Regions from separate parts of the Mus musculus genome. Here all the other regions are linked to region 2. A link is a contact called in public promoter capture Hi-C data. All regions are on one chromosome and are shown on one strand. Each heading gives the region's core, a stretch centred on a gene start, on an enhancer-like site or on the middle of the called end of the contact. The rest is flanking DNA. Distances are from core to core; before and after follow the strand shown. Region 1 holds the start of 5830448L01Rik (RIKEN cDNA 5830448L01 gene). Region 2 holds the start of Mapk8 (mitogen-activated protein kinase 8). Region 3 holds the start of Bmpr1a (bone morphogenetic protein receptor, type 1A).

Region 1 (4,459 bases), core at 1,823-4,322, 1.2 Mb before region 2:
GGAATTAAAAGCAAGCACTACAATGCCCATCAAGCACTTGGCTCTTTTAGGGTGCTAATGAGATGGCTCAGTTGGGGTGCTTGCAACGCAAGCCTAGCAACCTGCATTTATCTCTAGAACCCACAAAAACATGGAAAGAAACAACTATACAAAGTTGCCCTTTTTTTCCAAACACTCCATGCACACAAGTAATAAATTAGAATTTCATTATCACAAAAGTAGCTTTAAAAAGGCCTTCTTGGCTTATAGGAACATCAAAACTTACCTGAAGTTAGCAACTTAGTGCAACTACTTTTGTTTGCGTTGTCTTCTGGAATTCTACTTATGCTCTTCTCTTTCCCAATTAAAGTATCCTCCACAAGTAAGCATCTGTCGGAAGCAAAACTGTCTTCACCCACCACATGACTACATTTGCTATTAGCTTCAAATACAGAAGTGACTTCTTCCAGCTGAGCAGCCTCACTAGATTCTGAGTAAGATGAACCCTTACCCTGGGCTAAATTTTTTGAAGAAACAGGTAGAGACTCATCATCACTATCAAAACCAAAGGGATCTCCAGTATCTTCTTCTTCTACTTTAGGTTTCTTCGGAATTTCTTGAATATCTGGTTTGAAATTGGGCCTCTTCTGCCCTAATTTAGCCATAAATGTGGTCTCACCCCATTTTGTACTAAGAGTAGTCCGTTTGTTGGAAAAAACTTCATCAAATTTTGAACTGCCATTTCCTCCTTTCCTACTGTAAGTTTTTCCAAATCTGGATGTCATTTTGACACCTGTTTCATATTCCCTGTGAAAAGAAATTTAAGAAAATATAATCAGCAAATTTTTAACAAGTTTTAAGCACTCTATAAAAATAAGACCCTAGGACTTCCTTATATAGTTTTCAACATTCAGCACACAAACTTTGAAACTAGTCTGAATAAGTGAGCTGAAGAGGTTCGTTTTCCATCCTTTACTTCCATACATCAGGTTTGGTGGTGTTTTGGCTTGTTTTTACAATAAGGACATATTCATATGAAACTTACAATGTTTAAAAAAAAAAAGCTTACTACTAACCAACTCACAATGCAATACCTACAAATCTAACTTAAAACATGCAAATTCCATATCTTCATACACAACTTAATCAGAATAGTGTAAACACCCAAAAACAAAATCTTTAGTCACAATATATTAAGTTTTCCAGGATCTAAACAATGTCAGTTGGCCAAACTTAGTTCTTTGACATTTTTACAGCTCCTCATAAAGGGTTAGAAAAACTTATTTTCTCATAGAGTACAATCTGTAGCTTCTACCCAAGCTTAAAGATTCTGATTCTTAGACTAAAGTGATTTTAACTGACTTTAAAAAGCTCCTTCAATGGTCATCTCCCTAAACTCAAGAAACCATTCTTCTACTTCCTGTATCTCATTGCTGAGTAACATCTTTCTGAAGTTGGAGAACTCCATTTTACAAAGGTACATGATTTATTATTATAAAATAGAAATATATAGCCTTGATTTTCCTCTTCAATTTACAAACTCATTTACCTGATTTACCCAAAAATATACTGAAAAAATTTTACAAGAAAAGTCAAAAAAAAAAATCAAACACTTTAAAAAATATAAGGTATAGTGCTTTTATAGCACAATCAATCATTATCCATTTCTTAACACTTTGGCCTTCTGCAGTTTAAATATCAATTTATCAATTCTAGGGGGAAGGTAAGCAATTACTTAAGGGCTTGGAAAATCTTCATTACTTGGAAACTTACAATAAGAATAATATTTAACTTATATTTTCAAATATTTTTGAGCTACACTTTTAGTATTTCTATTAAGTTCTTATAACTTAACGAATCACTATCCAATTTAGTTCAGCAAATATTCAGAAGACAACTCACCACCACCCTAATGTTTGAAAGGAAAACAACTCTGATCAGATAAAATAATAATTTAGTCATCGTACACATCTGTGCTAAAAGAAATTTTAGCTTTCCTCAGAGAGTTTCCATTTTGTAGTTCTGAACACTAACAAGCTTCATTGTCTTTCTTGTTAAGTATAGCCTATTAAACAAAACCAAGTGTAATTGGGCAGCTGCCAAAGGCAAGAAAAGTCATTTCTTTAAGCTGACTACAGACACGCAGACCTACACACATATATACATTCCAACAAAGTTGGAATGTTTTGGGCACACATACATGGCAATCATCTAAAAATGCTGACTAAAGCCAAAAAAAAAAAAAAATCTAGACTTGATCTTCTTTATGACATCTGAAAAACTCACCGTAAAAAACAGTAAAGCATTCACTGTGCAAGATTAAGATCTGCAAATGAATATATGATACTGAGCTAAGTAATAAGACAACTGTATTTTTAAAAGATCACGTCTCAGAAATATTCGCTGATGTATTAACATCATTAAATATTGATGAAATATCAGTGATTTTTTTAATATTAAGGAATGGGGAGCGTACTGATTAGAAAATATGGTTGAGTTATTATGTACAGAATCCAGGAGATATGAGTACAAGAGTTACGTGATTGCTTTTACTGTTTTCCATAACGTCCATTTTAAAAAGTCAGCAGACTACTGCGATGGCATTATCTAAGCTTAACATATGTACAAATTCAGCATATATATTTGGCATGACGTTTTACGCACATTTCAGACACACTATCTTGTTCTGGCTTCAAATTTCACCAACAGTCCTAACTAAAAAGGAAAAGAAGGTTCACAACTGATTGTTTTCGATTTGGGAGGCCTTCGCTTCATCCCAAAGCCCAGCTGACTTTTGATGGAAGTGCACTGCGATTTAAATTAGGGAAAGGGTATACAAAACAACCAACCAACCTCCTTACACTGAAGCTGTAAAGAAACCTAGCCACTTCCAGGAAAGACACCCAAGGTAATGCATTAGGGGGGCTTCAATAAAGAGAGGAGAGTGGAATGGGCAAACAGAAACCCTCACCTGAGGCTGCGAGTGCGCCCGGAGGCTGGAGCCGAGACACCCCTCGGGCTGGACACTCACGCAACTTTTCTCCTCCCAACCCCCACAGCCTAGGAAAGGGATGTCGCTTCGGACGCCCCGGAAGCTTCTGCTACCGAGTCCCCGAAGCAAGGCCTCTCGGTGACGGCTAGAGGCGGAGGAGACGACGGGGAAAAAGAATTCGGGACTCAAATCAACCGGACCGGGTTTGGAAAAGAGAAGTCAAATCAAGTAGCCGGAGAAGAACTCAAAAGGCAAAATTAAGAGGTGGGAAGGGAAAGAGTTTCTTGCGATCCTCCGGTGCCCAACTTCCTTAGAAGCCAGGTGAGCAACGAGCCTCGCGCCGCCCCTGCCGCCTCCACCCGCCCCAACTCACTCCGGGCCTAGGCAGCCGCCCGAGACCTCACTTACCCTCGGCGCCTGGCGGGTGCTTTGGCCTCGGGCCGCCTCCGCCTCTCCGGCTCCCAACGGCCCGCGGGCGGGCGCGGGAGCCCCGCGCGAGAGACCAGTGCCGACCGGTGCCACCGAGAGGGGCGAGGGGCTCTGCTGCCGTCACAGTCCGCGGCTCCGCTTCGGTAAATAGGAAGCTCGGGCGACAGGGGGGGTGGGGGGTGAGCGGCGGCCCCGCAACTTCCCTCCCCACCTCAGGCGCGCCGGCCGGACAGGGCCTAGGCCTCCCTGGCGGCCGCCGCCGGTGCCGAGCCCGCTACGTGCCCCCGCTGGGCCGCCGCCGCCTTCTGCGCCGCCGCCTCCGCCGGTGAATGGTCAGCGCTGGAGTTTGAACAGGGCCCTGAACCATCTCAACGCCATTTGCGCTCCCGGCCCCCCACCTCCTTCCTCCAACAGCCGCTCGCTCCGTCACTCCGCTTCCCACAGGCCCCGCGCGGCCGCCCGACTCCGCAGCCAATCGTACGGCCTCTTACTCAAACCGCCGCGCAGGCGCCGCGCCCCGCACGCGCCGGCTACCACCATTGGTCGGACCGCGTGGCCCGACGGGAGTTGTAGTTCTCTCTTCCGCAAGGTCCTGGTGTCTAAAGCCCGGTTCCGGAGCTGGCGAACGGTATAGGTTCTGGCTAAGGGCCTGCTGGACTTCACCGACTCCGGAGCCAGTCCCAGTTCCTAGCCACGCGACGAGACGCAGGTGCAGCGCGGGAAGGCTCGCGGCACAGTGCAGGCAGCTGTGTCAATCGTTTCCCCTCCAGGGACCCTCCGGTGTCTAGGGACAGAGACTTGTGCAGCTGCGCCGAGCCTGCTGGGCCACCGCCCGGACCTTGGAGGCGGGGAACTTGGGGCCGCCTTTGACCTGGTCTGACGGTGCGAGAGAGCCAACGCAGGTAAACGAGCAGCGAAACCTGGAGCAGTCGGGTGCTGGTCTCCTCGCAGCCGGGATCCGCTTCAGCCGGCCACTTCATCCTCTCTCTCCTTTCTTGTTCAGTCCCCACTACGGAGTTCTGTCCCCTACCTGTTAGCAATGACACCCCACACCCCCAC
Region 2 (4,136 bases), core at 585-3,084:
CTTCCTCTGTCCCCTGCCCAGACACAAGCTCTAGCCTTTTATTCACCAATCAGAGATTACTGGGGAGCATTCTTGACAGCACAATGCCCACTTTCAGACTGCAGCCTGATCTTGGGGTGCAGAACTCAGCATCTGAATACACAGTGCACAAGACCAACCCCAACAAAAGGGTGCTGTCTTTGCCACCACAGGGGATCTATACATGTCCTGCAGTACCTTTGACCTATGAACTATAAGTAGAAACATACTCTGGAAGAGAAGAAAGTTTTTAGTAAGAATTGTAGAGGGAGAAGAGGCCCACCTTGAGAGATCAAGAAAAGCATTCTGTGATAAGAGGTTTGTTTGTTTGTTTTTTGTCAAGATGTCAGTACAATCATGCTCTCCACTGCTGAAGACATACCAGGGCCTTCCCATTACACCTGTAATAAAAACACCTCCAACACAGGATTTTGTTTTTATCAGTCTTCTCATTTTGCAATGTCTTCTTTGGTGTCCCAATAGAGCTGGCCTGTCTTCAGTTTTCCCAGTCTACCCCGTTCTGGAACTCCTTGTTCGCACATCAAGTTAACTCGGACATAATCCCTGGTCAAACCTGTTCTCAAATTAGGAGGCAGCTCCTTAGAGAAGGCTTTCCTGGCCTTATTAATACATTGGTTCCTTTCATAGTTGGATGTGTCCTTAATTTGCATTTTAGTGTCGATTTGATTTGGTGTATAGTTTATTATCTTGATACCACAAGAATTCTCTATAAGTTCTACTTATTGCTAGTGCTAGTACACTGCCTTTAAGAGAATAGGCAAGCAATAAAATATTTACTGGAGAAATAAGAAATTAAAATTAAAAAATTGCTGAGAGATAAAATGGGGGGAGAATAAATGAATGAGTGCTCACATTTGCTTCATGATAGCATCCCTGGAGAAAGACCATTTTAACATGTAATGGGAACAGTCTACCTGAATTTACTCAATACATATTTGTATATTTTGGAAATCACAGTATACTACACAGGTGTAAGAGAGACTGCCCTTTATTTCCTACTGTCAAAGCAATTGTCATACTTTTTTTCCAAGTTTAATATACTGTGCATGTAATATATTTTATATAAACGTAGAATCATTCTATATGTATGTGTTGCTTCTTTCTCTTAGTGATATTCTCCGTTGTTGGCGAGAATGCCTTTGAACTCTTTAAAGTGCTAAATATATTTTGCCTCATGAATGATAGTGATTTAAATACCTTTCCATCCATTGTCGAGGCTCGTCAGTTTATCCGTGAATAGTTAATATTTGCGAGAGCCGCAAGGACTTGCAGGTAAATCAGGTAAGGCAAAAAATCTGGAGCAGGAGGGTTTGGGGGGTAAAAGGAGGTAACTTCTTCCAGGGAGCTAGAGAACATCTACTCCTTGGTGGGTGGTAGGCCCTTGAAGAGTATCTGTCAAACCAGGACTCTCCGTGGTTCAGGTGTGTGCCCTGGCACGCGTGCCTGACCTTCAAACACTAACCCCTCCTCCCCGCGAGGCTAGCAACCATGCAGGCTTAAGCTATGACTGGTGTTTCGCCGCCACGCGCCGCCACGTGCCATCGCAGACCCGCCCCCTGCTGCTCCCGGCCCCGCCCCTCACACGCGGCCGCCCAGACGCTGCTCGCGGCCCCGCCCTCAGGGGAAAACCTCCGCTACTGCAGCCCGCCCCCCAGTGTAGCCACGCCCAAGTCGCGGGGCCACGCCCTCGTAATCCGGGCCCCCGGGGCTGGCCCGCCCCTAGGCCGCTCGCCGGCGCGGAGGCGGGGCCCTGCGCGATGACGTGGGCGGGCGTGCGCGTTGACGGCCCGCGTCTCTGTTAGTCAGCGGAGCGGCCGAGGCCGGACGTTGCGGCCGAAACGCGGAGCCGCGAACAGGATTGAGTAGCGGCCGCGGCCACCGCAGGACGGCGCCGTTCTCCGCTACGGGCTTCCAGGTCGCCGTTGGCTGCACTGCCGGGTGAGTGCGCGGGCGCCGCGGCTCGGGCGGCCGCCGCTTTTCCCCGGCCGTGACCCCCTCCCGGGAACGCGCGCGGGGCGGGGGCGGCGCGGGAACAATAGCGCGGGCGGCGGGGGCAGCGGGGGGCGTGGTCCACTCCGCGCGACCTGGCTTCACCGCTCCGGCCGGCTTCCACGTCGCGCGGGGGGAAATGGAGCGGGTGGGCGGCAAGTTCGGAGGTGCTCCCGCGGAGGTCGGGCCGACGCGACCGTGCATACGTCTCCCGCACCCACGGGGAGCGTGTTTTGACTGTGGGCGGTTTCTTTGTGCGGACGTGAGTGCCGCGACGCCGAGAAGAGCCGGGTGGCCGCGAGCGCGCCGGCCTGCGGGCCGCGCCTTGAGAGGGGCGCCTGCCGCTGACCTTTTGACTTTCCCCCGCCGCTGTCCCTTTGTCTTGCGCTTGGGTTCCTAGTCCAGACAAGGTAGAACCAAGTCCATTGTAAAGTACCGTAAGGAACGCATTACATTGTTATTCCCGAAAGTTTCCCATCCCACCGGGAATTTAATATCATGTTGACTGCACAGTGTCCGGTAGTTTCTATTTTTACTTCTGAAATTAAGTGATCTTTTCAGTAGAATTCTGGTCTGCCGGTCTATTGTGTTTTGAGATCAGCTTCCACCAAGTACCTGGTCAGTTAGAACATGTTTATTTCATTCATTCATTTGGCAACAGTTAGTGCTGTATCCAGGTGGAGAAGATGTGAAGGCCAAGAGAAAGACCCTTAAAAATTAGGGTAGTATGGAACAGAATAGATGTGCCTTTAAATGAGACGATTATGTAAGGGATGTATGTTAAGTAAGGTATTTGGCTCATTTGACTGGAACTTCCAAGGATAGTGTTAGGAAGAATATCCAGGTTTGGCTTAAATATACTACCTTTATTCTTAAATCCCACCCCCCCCTTGTCAATTTTCGTATCATTGGTAATGGTTACTTCAGTTCTCTTATTGAGGCTGTTAAACTTGGAAGGTTTACTTCTGTGTCTGACGAAGTAATCAAAATGGTACTTAGAGGCCTATTTTGCATCATTTCCCCATCACCAAGCATGGAAGTCATACTCATTGGGTTGATTGAAAGACTTTTATAGACAAAAATTTAAAATAAAGCCTTAAATTCTCCACGAAGTTTCAGATGTGTCACATACCACTCTCAGTTGGCTAGATCATAAATTAATAGAGGATGTTACCTGTTAAAGACCACCAAAGGGTTTGGAATCACTTTTTCACTTCTAGGTTAACTATTCCTGATTTTTTTCTATATAGTTAATAAAATAGAGGATTATGGCTTGTGTGTATAGTCATAAAAAGTTGAGTAGCCATACTTAAAAGTCAGAGATGCTCCAAACTCTCCAAATGAAACACTTACAGTGTCTTGTAGATAAAGGGGATTTACTTGGTACTCTGTCATCAAAGTTGAGAACTTTGTCCACTTCTAGTATTTTAGGTAAGAGCTTTCTCTAGTCATGTATGAATACACCCAGACACAACAGTGATGTTTCATTAAGAATCTAGCATGATTGCATTTATCTCCCTTAAAAAAACTTATGACGGTGGGTGTGCCTGCATGATGTTTTTGTGGGGTGGGGTCACACATGCCACTGTGTGCATGTGAAAGCCTAAGAGCAACTGTGTGGGCTTCATTCTCTTCTTCCACCTTTCTGTGGGGTCTGGACATGGAACTGGGTTCCCCTGCTTCCAGGAACCTTTACCCAGTGAGCCATATTTATCTTTTTGTGACTATTATTTCACAAGGGTTTCGATGATTTAAGTTTGAAAATCAACATGTAAATGTATCTTACAAATATTTCTAGTAGTTCAGCGCTGCTTAATTTCTTTAGAGGTGCTTACTAGAAAGGTTAAATCTTAACTTGTATTTAACCAACTCACAAAGCATATGGGTTTAAAAATCCAAGTTTTGGTGCATTTCCACTATTTGAAAAGTATCTTTTCAGTATGAAAGTAGTTCAGATGAACTTATTTACTGGTAAGATAGGAATGAAAAAAAATAAGAACATGACTTTGTTACTATAAGATATAGATCTTGAGACAGCAAACTTTTATTGCTTTATCTTGTTAAATATATTGGGTTCTGGAAGGGACTCCAGAATTAAGAAATTATTT
Region 3 (4,242 bases), core at 395-2,894, 1.1 Mb before region 2:
GTCATAACACATGGATAGGCATAAGGCCTTTGGCCAACGAGTTCAAATCTCTTAGAACAAAAGGTCTGCTCTTTCTTTTCAAATTCAAGAGGGGTGGTATATAGAAATATCCGGAAAGAAAAGTCACCATTTTTAGTGGATGCAAGAAACCTCTCTGATATCACACTATTCCTTCAGTGCAGTGAGAATATTGCAATGACTCAAGACCCAGACAGCTCAGAAAAAAGACGAGAGAATGTGACTCAAATGTAACAAAAGACAATGGAGGCACTGATGGCCCTAAAGGCAAAAGCTGACGGAGGAGAAAGGGGGCACGAAGGACAGTTAGTTAAAACTAGAATATAAGGGACTGTACATATTTTCAGCTGAATATGAGGGAATACCGTGGGATCTAAGTTTTGTTTTGCTTTTTCCCTCCAGGCCAGAATGTGTGTAAATACACAAGTATGAAGTGCCTGGCACAGTTTCTTCCTTCACTCTTTCTTCTGTCTATTTTAAACAATTTCCCAAGAGATTTATAGTTTTCTCAGAAAAGTGAATTAACAGAACGAATACGAAATATTTGTTGAAATACTTAAACGGAAGAGGTTATATATTTAACGACTGGTTTAAAAAGGGATTATCTTTTCCTTCTTCATCCACAGGCCACTGAATACTTTTAAGGGCATTTTGCATGGCGAATGAGAGGGGAAAGGGAGAAAAGAGGTAGTGACAGTTCTTTGCATTTTTCTAAAAGGATGGAAAGAGCCTCGGGAGGGTATCCGAGGTCACTCGGCTGAGCCAAAGGTGGATTGAGAGTCGTATTTATAGTCCGCTGACTTCAGTTCAGCCGGCTCTCGCCGCTCCTTATCTTACGCCCGAGGAATTCGCAGGCCCGCGGATCACAAGCCACCCCAGCGGCGGGGCCCCCGGGCCGAAACCAGGCTTTCGCTACGTGATCCGGAGAACGCGTGCACCTCCACGTTCCTCCCGGCGGGCCAGAACCAGAGAGCACCGGGGGACGGGGAAGGGAGGGGGTGAGTAATGAATGCAGTGTGCCTTACATCTTTCTTTGCAACCACAACTACGAGACGGGCAACCGATCCCGCACCGGGAGCCTCGGTGCCCTCGGAGCCACCGGGCCGCTTCTCCCGTGGAGCCCGAGCTCCGGCTCTAGAAGGAGTGTGCCCGCATCGTCCACTTCACGCAGCTTTGCCCCAGTGGGCCCCTCCGTCACGCGTGCGGTGGCGGCGGCGGCGTGCGCTGAGGGGCGACCCCCTCCCCTCGGCAAACCTGGCGCCCCCGTGCCGGCGGCCGGGCCTCCTTCCCGGCAGAGGGGCGCCGAACTCCACGGGCCCTTCGGGCGCTTCCGCCGAGCTCTCGGCTCGGTTCGTGTCCGGGGCGGGGCCGGCGCCCCGGCGCGGGTGCGCGCAGAGCTGGCGGGCCCTTCCCAGTGCGCGCGCGCCGGCGCCTCTTGCTCGCCCGAGCCGCCCCTCCCCCCTCCCCCGCTGCCCCTCCCCCGCCCCGCGAACGAGCGAGCGTCCTCCGCGGCTGAGGCGGCAGAGATTGGAATCTGCTTGCCCGCCGCGCGGAGGAGGAGGAGGAGGAGGGCGGAGGGAGGAGGGAAGGGCGGGGAGGGAGGCTCGAGCTCCCGCGCGTCGGCCCCGCGCGAGACGACGACTGTACGGCCGCGCGAGGGGCGACCGGGCCCGGGCCGCTGCACGCCGAGGGCGGAGGCCGAGCCGGGCCCCGCCGCCCCGCGGCTGTCCGTGCCCGCCCGCGCCGAGCGCCGGAGGATGAGTTTCTCGGGATCCCGGTGAGTTGGCGGGTGGCGACGGAGTGCGGGTGCGCCGCGGGAGGCCGGCGAAGTTTGGGGGCGACGGTGGCGGCGCAGGGGAGGCCGCGACGCGCCTCCGCGGGGCCTGCGGGAGAGACCCCCCGGCCCCGCGGCCCGGCCCGCCCGCGCTTGCCCTTTTGTTCGCCTTCGCACCACTCCGGGGACGCTTCTGGAAGCCTTAAATGGGAACGGTGCTCTGCTCCCGCTCCGGAGCTGCGCGGCGGCTGCTGCGGGGACTGGGTCTCGGGACCCTGCTAGAGAACGAGAACGAAGCGTGTTCAGTGCGGGGACGGAGGCCGGGCGAAGTGCTCGGCCCGCCCGCCAACTTGGCTGCGGGAAGGCGCCGGGTTTCCCCCTCCGTCCCTGCGAGTTGGTTCACCTGTTGTTCTGCGCGGCCTCCGCTGCCATGTCTGTTGTGATTCTGCACTTCGATTTCGTAAAACTTTGTGCTGGGTTGCGTTACATCCCCCCAACCCCCGTTTCAGACTCCTAGCGGAAAGATCTGGCAAAGAAAAGGAAAATTAAAAATTAAAAAAAAAAAACCAAAACCAAAAATCCCAAACCTCCAACGCGGCAGGGAAGAAAAATAATAACGCCGTGTGTTAGTCGTGCCTGGCGTTTTTGTGACTTGTAAGTCGTGGTGTGGATCTTTTTCATTTGGTTAAAGAGCTGCAGGCTTTCTCTTTTAAACAGCTTACAAACCGTTCTGACTACATGATACGAACTTAGCACCGGTGTCACGCCATTTACTTCTTAAGATAACCCTGGTTATTGTATTCTTTGTTGCTTTAGAAGAGGAAACCGAGACGCAGAGGTTTAAATAACTTAGATAAGTGAGCCGGGATTGAACCCAGGGACGTCGTATTCAAGAGTATGGCCTTCTTACTAAAGCAAAATTGTGCAAAGACCTAGGAGCGTTGTCTAGTTATTCACGAACTCCTGTGTTGCTTCAGTTGTAAACCGACTTGTGTTTGCTCGTGAGGGGAAATTAAACTTCGAGATAAAATAAAAGGTAATTTAATGCTTATCATTGTTCTCGAACTAAAAGATGTTGAACAAAACTATCTTAGTTTTTGTTTTTTTGTTTTTTTTTTAGTGTCAGAACTAAACTATGAACACTTCTTGGGAACCCAGAGTTTATGGAAAACAGATTTAAAATTGGAATGGGTTTTTAATTAAACCTGTACTCTGTTTTATATCCTCGCCGCCGCCCCCCCCCCCCCAAATCTAGGGGGAGACCTTTTTAACTTTCTTTCCTTCTCCCTACCCTTTTAAGAGTGAAGAGTTCACTGGTTGATCTTTGGTTTGGATTTCTTCTCCATTCTATTTTCCTTCTAGAGGACCTCCTCCCACTTACTAGTTAACATTTTGATTCATTTCCTTTTCTTACCGATTGGGGCATGAATTATCCTCTCTGTTGTCTTGTTGTTTTTGTTGTTGTTGTTCCTGTTGTGTTGATACAGAGTTTCAATACATAGCTCAGGCTGGCCTTCAAGTGGCTGTAGACCAGGCTGGTATTGGATTTTTAAAAGTACACATGTACTTAGGATCTTATAGTTTACAAAAACTTTTCTATAATTTTGCTCTTCTCTCAGGCTGTTATATTTTCTTTTCAAATCATATTAACATTTTGAAGTTTTTTCTTACAAAAGTAATAAATAGTCACTAAAGAGAAATTGCAAAATAGAGCAAAATTGAAGTAAGATTAGAGTGCAGTCATCCATAACCCGTCCTGTGGAGGCTGCCAGGAGTGGACTTATTTTTCCTGCTCCGACTCTGGTGACCATCCATCGACTTAACTCCTTGTTGACAGGATTTCACATTCACAAAGGAGCTGTAGCTTAGTCCCATCTAAACACTGGACTTCTCACCCTTAAAACAGAACCTTGCCATGTTTTCATCAGTGTTTCATTGGAGGGATATGTGCTGTATTCTGACACACTAAGGGTGGGGGGCAACCACACATATTGTCCCTGGACCCGTGGAGCTTAAAGTCTAGTGGGGGAGACATGTGGAAGGATGAGTTCTATATAATTAAGTGTAATTGTGATGATAATTAAAGTGTAGGGTATTATACAGGCTTACAGTGGAGACCTGACCTGGTGCTGGTGCTGCTTAGAGAATCTAGGAAGACTTCTCTGAACATGTTACTTTGCATTCTGACATTTGTTAGGGAGAAGAATGAAGTGGGTGAAAAGGGGGCGTCAGTGCCATGGCGACCTTATTCCCCTTTGCCTTCTTTCTACCTCTGTTCTTCCTCCTTTCTCTTAACGATTTCCAGGTCTCACTTTTCCCATCACTTAAAAAAAAAAATGTTTCTTAGTCCCATGAATTGTTACATTCATTTCTGTGTGTATGCTTGCAGGAGTGAGCCTTTCCTTCTACCATGTGGGTCCTGGGTTCAAGTTCCGGTCCTCAGGCTTGGT

The links. Promoter capture Hi-C pulls out the DNA fragments that hold promoters and counts their contacts.
Region 1: a promoter capture Hi-C map of pre-B cells shows a contact between it and region 2, with 4 times the contacts expected there. The contact joins the promoter of 5830448L01Rik here to the promoter of Mapk8 in region 2. A contact is called at or near these places in 3 of 39 promoter capture datasets (liver, neutrophils and pre-B cells), 1 of 484 Hi-C or Micro-C datasets (CD4 T cells) and 2 of 9 other capture datasets (adipose tissue and liver).
Region 3: a promoter capture Hi-C map of neural stem cells shows a contact between it and region 2. The contact joins the promoter of Bmpr1a here to the promoter of Mapk8 in region 2. A contact is called at or near these places in 1 of 39 promoter capture datasets (neural stem cells) and 2 of 115 datasets of contacts at active chromatin or transcription factors (extraembryonic endoderm stem cells and large pre-B cells).

What each region holds. Positions count from the first base shown.
Region 1 is chr14:34,673,281-34,677,739 of GRCm38.p6, reverse strand. It overlaps 5830448L01Rik (RIKEN cDNA 5830448L01 gene), which reads left to right and starts at 3,072. Exons shown (of 1, transcript NR_165636.1): 1 at 3,072-4,459. Wapl (WAPL cohesin release factor) reads right to left here and starts at 3,812. Exons shown (of 19, transcript NM_001004436.4): 1 at 3,380-3,812; 2 at 266-786. The coding sequence starts at 764.
Region 2 is chr14:33,444,856-33,448,991 of GRCm38.p6, reverse strand. Mapk8 (mitogen-activated protein kinase 8) reads left to right here and starts at 1,834. Exons shown (of 12, transcript NM_001310454.1): 1 at 1,834-1,977.
Region 3 is chr14:34,499,948-34,504,189 of GRCm38.p6, reverse strand. It overlaps Bmpr1a (bone morphogenetic protein receptor, type 1A), which reads left to right and starts at 1,644. Exons shown (of 13, transcript NM_009758.4): 1 at 1,644-1,795.